Regions from separate parts of the Mus musculus genome. Here all the other regions are linked to region 1. A link is a contact called in public promoter capture Hi-C data. All regions are on one chromosome and are shown on one strand. The core of a region is the stretch at or near the end of the contact, and the rest is flanking DNA. Distances in the headings are between cores, read along the strand shown. Region 1 holds the start of Fam160b2 (family with sequence similarity 160, member B2). Region 2 holds the start of Rb1 (RB transcriptional corepressor 1). Region 3 holds the start of Cysltr2 (cysteinyl leukotriene receptor 2).

Evidence for each region. Promoter capture Hi-C pulls out the DNA fragments that hold promoters and counts their contacts.
Region 2: a contact with region 1 is called in a promoter capture Hi-C map of pre-B cells, with 10 times the contacts expected there. The contact joins the promoter of Rb1 here to the promoter of Fam160b2 in region 1. A contact is called at or near these places in 1 of 39 promoter capture datasets (pre-B cells), 1 of 484 Hi-C or Micro-C datasets (B cells), 3 of 115 datasets of contacts at active chromatin or transcription factors (astrocytes, embryonic forebrain and large pre-B cells) and 1 of 9 other capture datasets (adipose tissue).
Region 3: a promoter capture Hi-C map of pre-B cells shows a contact between it and region 1. The contact joins the promoter of Cysltr2 here to the promoter of Fam160b2 in region 1. A contact is called at or near these places in 2 of 39 promoter capture datasets (liver and pre-B cells).

Annotation. Positions count from the first base shown.
Region 1 is chr14:70,597,790-70,601,444 of GRCm38.p6, forward strand. Fam160b2 (family with sequence similarity 160, member B2) reads right to left here and starts at 2,046. Exons shown (of 17, transcript NM_194345.1): 1 at 1,953-2,046. The coding sequence starts at 1,997.
Region 2 is chr14:73,323,964-73,327,618 of GRCm38.p6, forward strand. It overlaps Rb1 (RB transcriptional corepressor 1), which reads right to left and starts at 1,859. Exons shown (of 27, transcript NM_009029.3): 1 at 1,560-1,859. The coding sequence starts at 1,678.
Region 3 is chr14:73,047,518-73,051,172 of GRCm38.p6, forward strand. It overlaps Cysltr2 (cysteinyl leukotriene receptor 2), which reads right to left and starts at 1,597. Exons shown (of 5, transcript NM_001162412.1): 1 at 1,519-1,597; 2 at 1,007-1,111.

The DNA of each region.
Region 1 (3,655 bases), core at 796-3,295:
AGGGGACAGCCATCAAATCCTGGGGCAGATGAGAGCAGGGCAGAGCTCTCCACCTGCAGCTGCTACTAGCTACCAGACCAAAAAAACTACCAGGCAAGTTCCTCTAAACAATAGCAATATTTTTTAGAAAGAGACACAAGGATCTCTACTGTTGGGTCCGGAAGGGGCAGAAAGCCGTACTCTGAGTGGTTCATATTCCACTTGGATGTTCCAACCTGAGGGAAGACCAAACTCCCCAGACAGTGGATGGAGCTGAAAAGAGATTCCTATGTGGCATAAAGCACACTTTCTGAACATGGTCTGTATGTTGCACACTGCAGGTAACCTGCCTAAAAATATGTCCCTCCGCTCTCTTCATCTGCAGCCCCTGGTGCTTCAGCTTTCTGTACTCAGAGTGTAAGCATCAAGGACGCTTAGGGCTGTCCCCACTGCCAACCCTCCTTGACAATTGAGCTGTGTCCAGAAGGATGAATTAGTGTATCAGATTGCTTTCTAAGATGACACTTGTTTTTATTTGGGACAGGAAGGAGAAGAAAAGGTGAAAAGGTCATTTTGGAAACTCCCTCTTGGGGGTACCCTAGGCCCTGTTCCTCACAGCAGAGCTGGACAGTGGGGGGAGGGGAGGTTACAGAAGTGCCTCCCTCTCCTTTAACCAGTTCTCCTAAGGCTGAGCCAATTGATATGAACAATAGCAGCCTAGCATGGTGATTTCATCCCAGCACTCGGGAGGCAGAGGCGGGTGGATCTCTGAGTTCGAGGCCAGCCTGGTCTACAGAGGGAGTTAAAGAATACAGGGCTACATAGAGACAACCTGTCTCAAACAAACAAACACCAAACACCAAAAACAATGAAGGTTCTGACTGGGGGGGGGGGGGGGGCGTCAGACCTAAGATTGTTTCTCAGGACACAATTTGATAGACTAAACCCATCAATTAGACAGTGTTCTTATACAATGAGAAAAAAATAATTAACTTTTCAAATAGCTTCTTGCAAGGCTGCTGAATGAAGTGACCAGGGACATGCACTTCCAGAAAAAAGGGGCCTAAACACAAACTGAGAGAGAGAGAGAGAGAGAGAGAGAGAGAGAGGAGAGAGAGGAGAGAGAGAAGGTAAAAGAGAGAGCGCAAGCAAGCTAGCTTTGCATGGAAACAACTCTTCCATTCAAAGCCCCTCCGGCAGGCTGAAGTCCCTAACTCAAGGTCAGCTGGCTCAGTGGCTTGAGATAAGCCTGCAGAGGGCTACTTCCGGGTTCTCGCGACCACCCACCCCTGCAAAGGTCTCTATCACCTTCTTCCTGGGACTTATGTCACTCAGGGCTGCAACTCCCATGCTAAGAGGGAACTCAGTGCGGGAACCCCTGCTCCCAGTAGTTGTCTGGCAGCTAAGAGAGGAAGGGGAAGGCTGTTGTCAATCCCAGGTGAGGAGGAATGGAGGAACGTCAGGAACGAGAAAGGAAGGCTGCCGGGCGGAGGAGGAGGCGTGGGGGCAGATCTGGGAGAAAGGGCTGGTGACAAGGGAACCTTTGGGGAGAGAAGAGTTACAAAGCTAGCGGAAGCTCTCGAGGCACAGGGAACGTTAAAGAAGCCGAGCGGAGCGCAGGCTCGGGGGACCGAGTCGCAGGTCAGGGAGTGGGACACAGGAAGCACAACAGGAAGCAGTGCGGAGGCCGGATCGAGGGATCGGGACTCAGGATCAAGGGAGCATGGCTCAGGATCACGAGAGTCGGGCTTAGGATCAGAAGAGCGAGGCGCAAGATCGAGGGAGCCGGTCGGTCTGGAGAGAACCCCGGAGCTAGGCGCTCCTGGCGGCCGCGACGCGGGACTGTACCCGAAGACGAAGCCCGGAAGCGGCGTCGGGGCCAGGGGAGGGGCCCTGCCCAAGGGGCCCGCACCTCACCCGCCCGCCCCCCTGCCCGCGCCCGCCCCTCCGGTCCGACCAGGGCCCGGCCTCACCGCCCCCACGGCCTCCTGCAGCAGTGCCCCGAGCCGGCTCAGCATGATGGCGGCCCGGCCCGGCTCGCGGCCCGGCTCCCGGTGGCGGCGCAGCGGTGGCGGAGGAGGCGGCCCAACGGGCGGGAGGCGGGACCCGGCTCTGAAACCCCGCCCCTGCCGGAGGGCTCGGGGGCGCTCTAAGCCCAGGGCTGGGCAGGTCCTGATGGAGGGCGGTGGGGAGCACCCTGGGAGCTGATGACCTAAGATTCCTTTGAGTAACACCCAGAGACTTCTAATTCCTCGTGCACCCTCACAATCCTACCAACACAGTAGCCCTGGACACACACGGCTCTGGAGTGTTTAAAATGACCTGGCCCTGACAAGCTGTGTCAAGGACACTCCAGAAGGCAAAGACATAGTGGGAAGAATTGACGACATGTTTAAATGTAATGGATTAGGAATATTGGAATAGGTTATGGCTAATATTAATTTCACCCTGTTGTTCAGTACTTTTATAAAAAAAAAAAAAAAGGTCGTTATTGGAAAAGATGTCCTCTAAGGTTTGCTGTTTGATTAGGAATTGATCCGAAGAGTCCCAGCAAAATCTGTCTCATGTCCCCCGCTCTGGAGGGAAAGAAAGCAATTGGGGTACACCTGCAATCAATCCCAGCACTCAGTAGTATCAACAATTCAAGGAGGTAGTGAGATCCCGTACCAAACACATACACACACACACACACTGACACACACACTCCGAACACAAAGATACATGCATACATACACACACACATACCACTCACACAATTACAACACACTGACACCACACACACATACACACACACACCACTGAGAGAGAGAGAGAGAGAGAGAGGTTGAAGACACGAACTGTTTAAAACAAAAACCAAAGCAAACAATAAAAAACAAGGGCTGCATGAGGCTCTTGGTTCAATCCTCAGTATCAGATAAGTAAATAGATAGATGGATAAATAATACATAAATTATATAAAAATTATGTAAATGTATATAGGTATTTACATAAATTATAAATGATTAAATTACTTACATCTATCTTAAATATCCAGGATATCCTAAAACTCACCATTATTTTTGTTCCAAGGCTGGAGATTATAGGCTTGTGTTACCATACCTGGGCTGCACTATAAATTCCAGGCCAGTCTTAGAAACATAGTGAGACATTAAAAACAAGAGTTGGGCCGGGCATGGTGGCACACGCCTTTAATCCCAGCACCCGGGAGGCAGAGGCAGGCGGATTTCTGAGTTCAAGGCCAGCCTGGTCTACAAAGTGAGTTCCAGGACAGCCAGGGCTATACAGAGAAACCCTGTCTCGAAAAAACAAAAACAAAAAACAAAAAAACAAAAAAACATGTAAATTGCACTTGATGTCACATGCCTTTGATCCCAGCACTCAGGGAGTAGAAGCAGGCAGATCTCTACTAGTTCAAGGCCAGCCTGGTCTACAGAGCAAATTCTAGGACACAGAAACCATGTCTTGAAAATGAAAAAGGAAAAGGAAACAGAGTTGACACATTGTTTTTTTTTTAATTATCAGATATTTTTGTTGTTCATTGATTTCATGACTGTAAAGTCAACTCTTGTTTTCTTTTTTCAAGACAGGGTCTCATATGGACCAGGATAGACTCAAACTTACTGTGTAGCTGAGGTTGACCTTGGACTCCCAATCTTCCTTTCCTTAGTGTTGGGAT
Region 2 (3,655 bases), core at 609-3,108, 2.7 Mb after region 1:
TTATTCTGTATTTATTTTTTAAGAACATGATTTTTATTTGGTCCATAAGAAAATCCATCTAATATGAATTTTAATAGACTTAGACAAGCAATTTCCAAAATTATTTCAGTCTCTTAGGATTTGACCTGAACTCTGTTAAGAGTCTGGGTCTCACAAAGAGCCTTGATTGATGCTCAATGAGAAGAAAGGAGCTTGATAGCCCATCAGGGCTACAATCCCAGAACTTGGGAGGCAGAGGCAGTAAAACAGAGAGCTTAAGGCAAGCCTGGGTTACAGAGTCAGAGTAATTAAAAACAACAAAAACACCCCCTCCCAAAAAAACAAAAACAACAACAACAACAAAAACTCGAGAACTTAATGATGGGCTAGAAATTGAAGGACCGTGAGAGACAAAAACAACTCCCATCTACAATGGATCTATACTCTCAAAACTAGTGCTGACAATAACAACAATCATATTGTTTCAATTTCTGTTACTTAATCACACAGTAGCACAGTCAAGAAAAAAAATGTTGAAATACAATAAATATCTCTCTGTTGTTCTTATTGGATCCACATGAACTTAAGTTTAGATTCCACTTAATAAATGGAGAGAAAAGTTCTTTGAGAGAACACAGTACCAAACACAAGACCAAAAAAGAAAAAAGGGAGGGGGAGGCACCAGAATCCGTGAATGCTCAAAGGCAAAAGGCAAGAAATAATGAAGCATGCTGCGGGCCAATCAGCACGCAAGAAGAGTTCTACCCTGAAAAAAAAGGGGAACAAAGTTTAGAAACTTCCAAGCCCTTGCATTTAAATGTCTCCTGAAACTTTTGCCCACATACCAGTTCTTCTAAGAGTTCTGCTCCATCAGTCTCCACAGATGGCTTTAAATCCCCCCGGGCCTCAAAGCATTGTTCTAAAGAAACCCCCACAAAGCCCGGGAGCTGAGGACCCCGTGAGCAATTGACACCCACGACCCTGCGCTTTGCCTACAAGGCTTTTCTTGGCCTCTCCCAGGACCAAGCTGCCGATGCAGCGCAAGCTCAGAGAGGGCAAGGCTCCCAACTGTTGCATCGCAGGACGACTGCAAAAGAGAAAGTCAACCCACCCCGGGGGTGCTTCGGATCTCCACGGAGAAAAAAGGGAGGAAGAAAGAAAACAAACACCGGTCGAGTTTTTTTTTTCTTTTTTTAAATATTTATTTCAATTGTTTTTGCATCTGACCGGGGCTCTCCGGGACCCGCCGGCTCCGCGCCTGGGCGTCGCTGGAGTAGAGCCTGCACCTGTCACTTCGCTCGGGAGCAGGAGCCCCACCCGCCCGACACCTGTCAAGCCGCAGCCCAGACCCCTTCGGGATGCCCTCCCCGTCGCCCGCGAGCCCGGGACCGTGTCAGCGCGCCGCCGCCACCCCCGCAGAGATGGGGGACCAAGGGGACCCCGGAGACCCGGGGCGCCGCTCCTACCGCCAGCCCGGCCCCGCCGAGATGCGCCCGCCCGGCGTCCCCGCCGGGATGCACCCGGCGTCCCCGCTCCCTTCCCTTCCCTTCTCTCCGGCCCGCGGCGGCCGCGCTCCTCACCTGGCCAGGGGCAGCTCTTCGGGGCCGCTGTCCTGCGCGGGGTCGTCCTCCCGAGGCGGCGGCGGCGGCGGTGGCGGGGGCTCGGCGGCCGCGGCTCTGCGCGGGGCTTTGGGCGGCATGACGCGCAGCGCGGGCCGGCGCGAGCAGCCGAGGGAGGCGCGCGGGGAGGCGGGCGGGCGCGCGCGCACGCCGGGCACGCCCCGTCCTCACCCGACTCCCGTTACAAAAATAATGGGAACGTCCCCCGAGGAAAACCGGACGCGCCCGGCAACCGAGCGCCCGGGCCAACCGCGGGAAAACGTCACTTCCGCCCGCGGCGTCACGTCCGCGAGGCTCGCGGGCCGCGGGCGTCAGTGGGGAACCGGGGCGGCGGTGGCGGCGGCGGCGGGCAAGGGCGAGGGCGAGGGCGAGGGCGCGGGCGGGAAGCCGCGGGGAAGCCGCGCCTGCCCGGGCCTGTCTCCGCCCGCGTCGTCCCCGTGGGCGGCGCCAGCCGAGGCGGGGCCGGCCCGCTGCGAGGAGCCGCGGCCTCTGGGAGAACGCTGGACAGGGCGCGCCCCTCGCCCGGCCCGCGCGGCCGGCAAAACAAAAACAAACGTGCCGGGCCAGTGGGAGGTGGGCTCGGCCCGGGTGGGCGGTCCAGGGTGGGGCCATTGGTGGCCTTCTGGAGACAAGGGAAGATGGGCGATGCACGCACAGACTATAGTCTTTTGATGGGGAAACAGGAGGCGCGGTCCGAGCGGGACAGATCTTAGCGGGAAAGTAGCTTTTGAAAACCAGTTTGCCAGGCGGACCCGACTTTGAAAAATCGCTTACAAACGCGTTTGAGACGAAAGCAGAAAACCAGTTGGCCGTGTTCATGCGCACGATCCGGCCTCCTTTCATAATGGTTTCTCCGAGACAGCCGGTCAAACTGGGAAGGTCGGCATTCCACTTTTGCGGGTTGGAAGTGGGGAGTTCGGGGAGCCAATTTGCCCGCGTCACATAGCAGGTCCCTGGCAGAGGACTCGAACCCAAGTAATATTTGTCTGACCATGTCGCCGACGCACAGACACCGGAAAAGAGCATACTTTATACTAGAACTACCTACCGCCACCAAAAGCTGGCTCAGCAATGGTAGCTTTTCTAGTTACGTTTTACCTGTCAGTCAACATAATTTTCTCCCTTTGTCAGTCCTTATTCATACAACTCACTAATTGAAGTGCTGTGAATAAAATACAGTTGTTGTTCTGGTGTAAACTATCTTGGAACAGCTGAGCAAGGACTGAGGAATCGAGAACTTAATTGGGTAGGTTGCAAGCCTGGGCTTATTTTCTGCCTTGATGTCAGATGAGTGAAGGATACATGGGCCTCCTTCAATTTTCAGACTTGCCTAACTTCAGAAGCCTTCTAGAGACCAAATGTTTGTCAGGAGGTAGAGCCCCAGGCCCTGATGCAGCCACGGAGAATGAATGGAATTAAAATAGCACTTGAGTTCACTTTGTCCCAGATTTAGGCAAGAGCTCAGGCTACATACAGTCTAGGTTTGGTGAAGATAAAAGATAGACTGTGGGAGCCTGATCAAATAATATACAGAAATGATACAGTCCTGCCTCATAATTATCAGAGAATGTGACACTTGGCCAATTGATGCCACCTTGGTATTTGTGGCAAGCTACTCTTAAGTTTGAGACAGAATGGCAAAGGAACTTGGGTCCTCAGACGCGTAACAGAGCTGGTGACCGGTCATCTCTGCTGGTACTGACCTCAAATCAGCTGATGGTCAGCTATTTGTGTCAGAAGTCATTGTAACATGTTTCCCCCATAAGCCCCTTTCAACACACAGATCAAAGTTGAGCCTGACCTGGTAGCTCAGGCCCATAATGCTCAGAGCCTAAGGCAAGAAAATCCCAAGTTTAAGACAGGCTTTGGCTATAGAGTGAGTTGAACTCCAACCCGGGCAACTTAGTAAGACTCTGTTTTATAATAAAAAGTGAAAAGTCTGGGATATAACTTAATAGTAAAATGCTTACCTAGCATGTGAGGAACAGTGATTCCAATACTCAGGGACAAAGAGAGAGAGGCAGAGGCAGAGACAGAGAGAGACATCATTACAGCCT
Region 3 (3,655 bases), core at 347-2,846, 2.4 Mb after region 1:
ATATATTATATATACATGTCTCTATATACAAATATACTACAAAAATTCTTATTTGTATCAAAGATGCTAAAGAGGTACTATTCTCCATGGAATGAAAACAAGAAGAAATTCATCTGGCATGCTGTTGATCAAATTAAGTTCAAGTATGTTCCTGTAGGAAGCTCAGGAAAGACTGATTCAGCCTGGGTTAATTAGTTACCCTTTATCTGTCTATCCTTTCTTAGGGGAGAAAGCAGAACACAGCTCTTATATAAATTCAGTCCATATTTTCCTTAGAGGGATAAGGATCCAGTGAAAACAATTTCTCTTGAAAAGCAGGGTGAGACATTAGATCCAGTCTTAGCCATCTTCTATACCTGTGGTATGTTTGTAACTTGGCACACATCTCTTGAATGACCTTACAAGGTTGTGAAACCAAAGAAATATGACAGCCTTGACAGGTACTAGCACACAGTGAGCTTAATGGTAACATATTTAGAACCTTCTAGAGTCTCTGCTTCTCTAGTTCCTACCTTCCCAAGCCATGGAAACAAATCTACTTACTTCAAGCATTAGTGAACTGAAGCTTCCGAGTATGGTCGCATCTCAAGGGTTGAAGTGGTTAAGGTAGATGACAAAGACTTCTAAAATTCTTATATGCCCCATAAATTAGCTCTATAAGCTATTTACAGAGTTAAAAAAAAAGACTTGCCTTTGATTGCATCTTCTTATTTCTTCATTCATATTACTCTCAGGTACATGTAAAAGACTAGAAAGTATTCAAACAGCTTATTTAACTTTTTTAACTGACTATTCATTAACATCACCTGGGAATTAATAGTAGACAAAAACACATTAAAGACTGGCCAATACCAGAAAATCCGTTTTTGAGGGGTTGTTTTCTAATCTCCTAAGATGAAGTGTTTCTGACTGAGGTGCAGCCCAAGCTAAAAATCGCCAATGGATGTTCCCAAATGAATGGGTTCCAAGCACACAGCCCTCCACACATGTGAATTCCCCAGTGTACCTCTGAACCAAATCACTGAAGTATGCCTTCTCAGATGGACTCTTCTCTCTTCCAAAAGCAAAGCTTCGGAGTAGAAAAAGGTCTTACAGAATAAAATGACCGAATCTATGCAAAATAGGAAAGAATCTAAATGGTAAAATCTATATGCTAAAAGAAGTGCCTCATATAGCAATTTACAATTACAATTTTATAGAATTCGTGGTAGTGTGGATAAAGTGCACGCTTTAAAGGAAAAAAATAATATCTGCTCTTATTTTATATATACAACTATGAGAGAAAGCTAAAAATTATATGCACCTCAAAAAGGAAGGAAATACCCCAACTGACAATCAAGCCTTGTGGTGGTATTTTCTACAGTCTACAATATTTTTGTACTTTTTCCAGTTTACCACATAAGATGGTAGAACAAACACTGATAGTTGAACAAATTAAGCTTACTTTCCACATGCCATTCCTGTACTCATCCTCAAAGCACAGTTCTCAGTAACAAATGAACACAAAGGGAAACCTACCTGTGCCTCTGCCTTCGGTCGCCCTGGCGTCTGCTCTGACTCCAGGCTTCTCGCCCCATAGAATGCAGCTTGTTTATTTAAAACAAAAGTGAAACAAACACTGTTTTATGAACAGTGTCAGCCAATAGCAAGGCGAGAAGTCACTTGGGTCAGCAGGACCTCAGCTTTGTGGCACTGTCATGGGTGTGGGTGCTTGAGTTCTTTCTTCAGAAGTCAGAGAATTTCCAGTTTGTGACTGTCAACCTCTTTCAAGTCACCCTAGAATTGCCCTGCCGCTAATGATTGGTTTTTGCTGGGGTTTTTCTTTTCTTTCTTTTCTTTCTTTCCTTCCCCCCCCCCCCCTTTCCATCGGGATCTTTTGCAGGATGTGATGGGCAGGGAGCTGGGGGGAGGGGGAGGTTAAGTGGCTGTTATTTCTCCAAAAGGGCTTCTGTTCCCATGCCCAACCCATCAGTGCAGCGCTCTGTAGCCTGCTTTAGAGCACTCTCACCACTCTCTGATGCTCTCACATTCTCACTTACTCCACTGAAAAGTCTCTGCAAAGGTCACCGATGGTCTCAAGGTTCATGTAATGTGTTCTTTCTCCGTTTTCCTCTTCCTTTCTCTCTTGTTTGAATAGCTAATTGTGGAGACTTGTTCTCAATCTGCCTCGCTCTTTTTTCCAACTTTCAGAATGGTTCGTTCTCCTTTGCCTCCTGAGACTGAGTGACAAATCTCTCCCACGGGTTCAGGTGCTTGAACGCTGGGTCTCCAGTCAGTGGTGTTATTCAGGGAGGTGGTGCAGCCTCACAGGAGGGGATGTGGCACCACCGGAAGTGGCCTGTGAGCATTTATCCCCTCAGTCCAGTTCTCATACTGCTCTCTCTGGTTCACATTTGCAGATACAGATGTGATCTCTCAGCTTCCTTCCCTGGGCACTCACCACCATGCCTCCCAGGTCATATGGACTGTCTGAAATTTAAATCCCAATAAATTCTTTCCTTGTGTTGCCATTGTTCCTGATATTTTACTATAGCAACAGACTAATACCTATTACACCCCCTTTTCAGATTGCTCATTTCCTATTAATTTTTCCAGGTGCAAGTTTTTCCTAAAGATTTCTGCCGTCTTTGTTTCTTCTTCTCTTGCCTATGTATAACTTATCCTCAGCGAAATCCATTTTAAAATCTATACTGCATCAAAATGACCCCAAATACTCAATATGATTTTGAAACAGAACAATTAACCTAAAATTCTCAAACTTCATAATTGCAAAACAACACACTACTTAGCAATTATAACAGTCTAGTTGTTTGGGTTTCTTTTTTTCCAATCAATGGCCTTTCTCTACAAAAAGGATAAACAGGCTGAGAAAGAAATTAGGGAAACAACACCCTTCACAATAGTCACAAATAACATAAAATACCTTGGTGTGACTCTAACTAAGGAAGTGAAAGATCTGTATGATAAGAACTTCAAGTCTCTGAAGAAGGAAATTAAAGATCTCAGAAGATGGAAAGATCTCCAATGCTCATGGATTGGCAAGATCAATATAGTAAAGATGGCTATCTTGCCAAAAGCAATCTACAGATTCAATGCAATCCCTATCAAAATTCCAACTCAATTCTTCAACGAATTAGAAAGGGCAATCAGCAGATTCATCTGGAATAACAAAAAACCTAGGATAGCAAAAACTCTTCTCAATGATAAAAGAACCACTGGTGGAATCACCATGCCTGACCTAAAGCTTTACTACAGAGCAATTGTGATAAAAACTGCATGGTACTGGTATAGCGATAGACAAGTAGACCAATGGAATAGAATTGAAGACCCAGAGATGAACCCACACACCTATGGTCACTTGATCTTTGACAAGGGAGCTAAAATCATCCAGTGGAAAAAAGACAGCATTTTCAACAAATGTTGCTGGCACAACTGGCAGTTATCATGTAGAAGAATACAAATAGATCTATTCTTATCGCCTTGTCAAGTCCAAGTGGATTAAGGAACCCCACATAAAACCAGAGACACTGAAACTTATAGAGGAGAAAGTGGGGAAAAGCCTCGAAGATATGGGCACAGGGGAAAAATTCCTAAACAGAACAGCAATGATTTGTGCTGTAAGATCAATAATTGACAAATGGGACCTCATAAAATT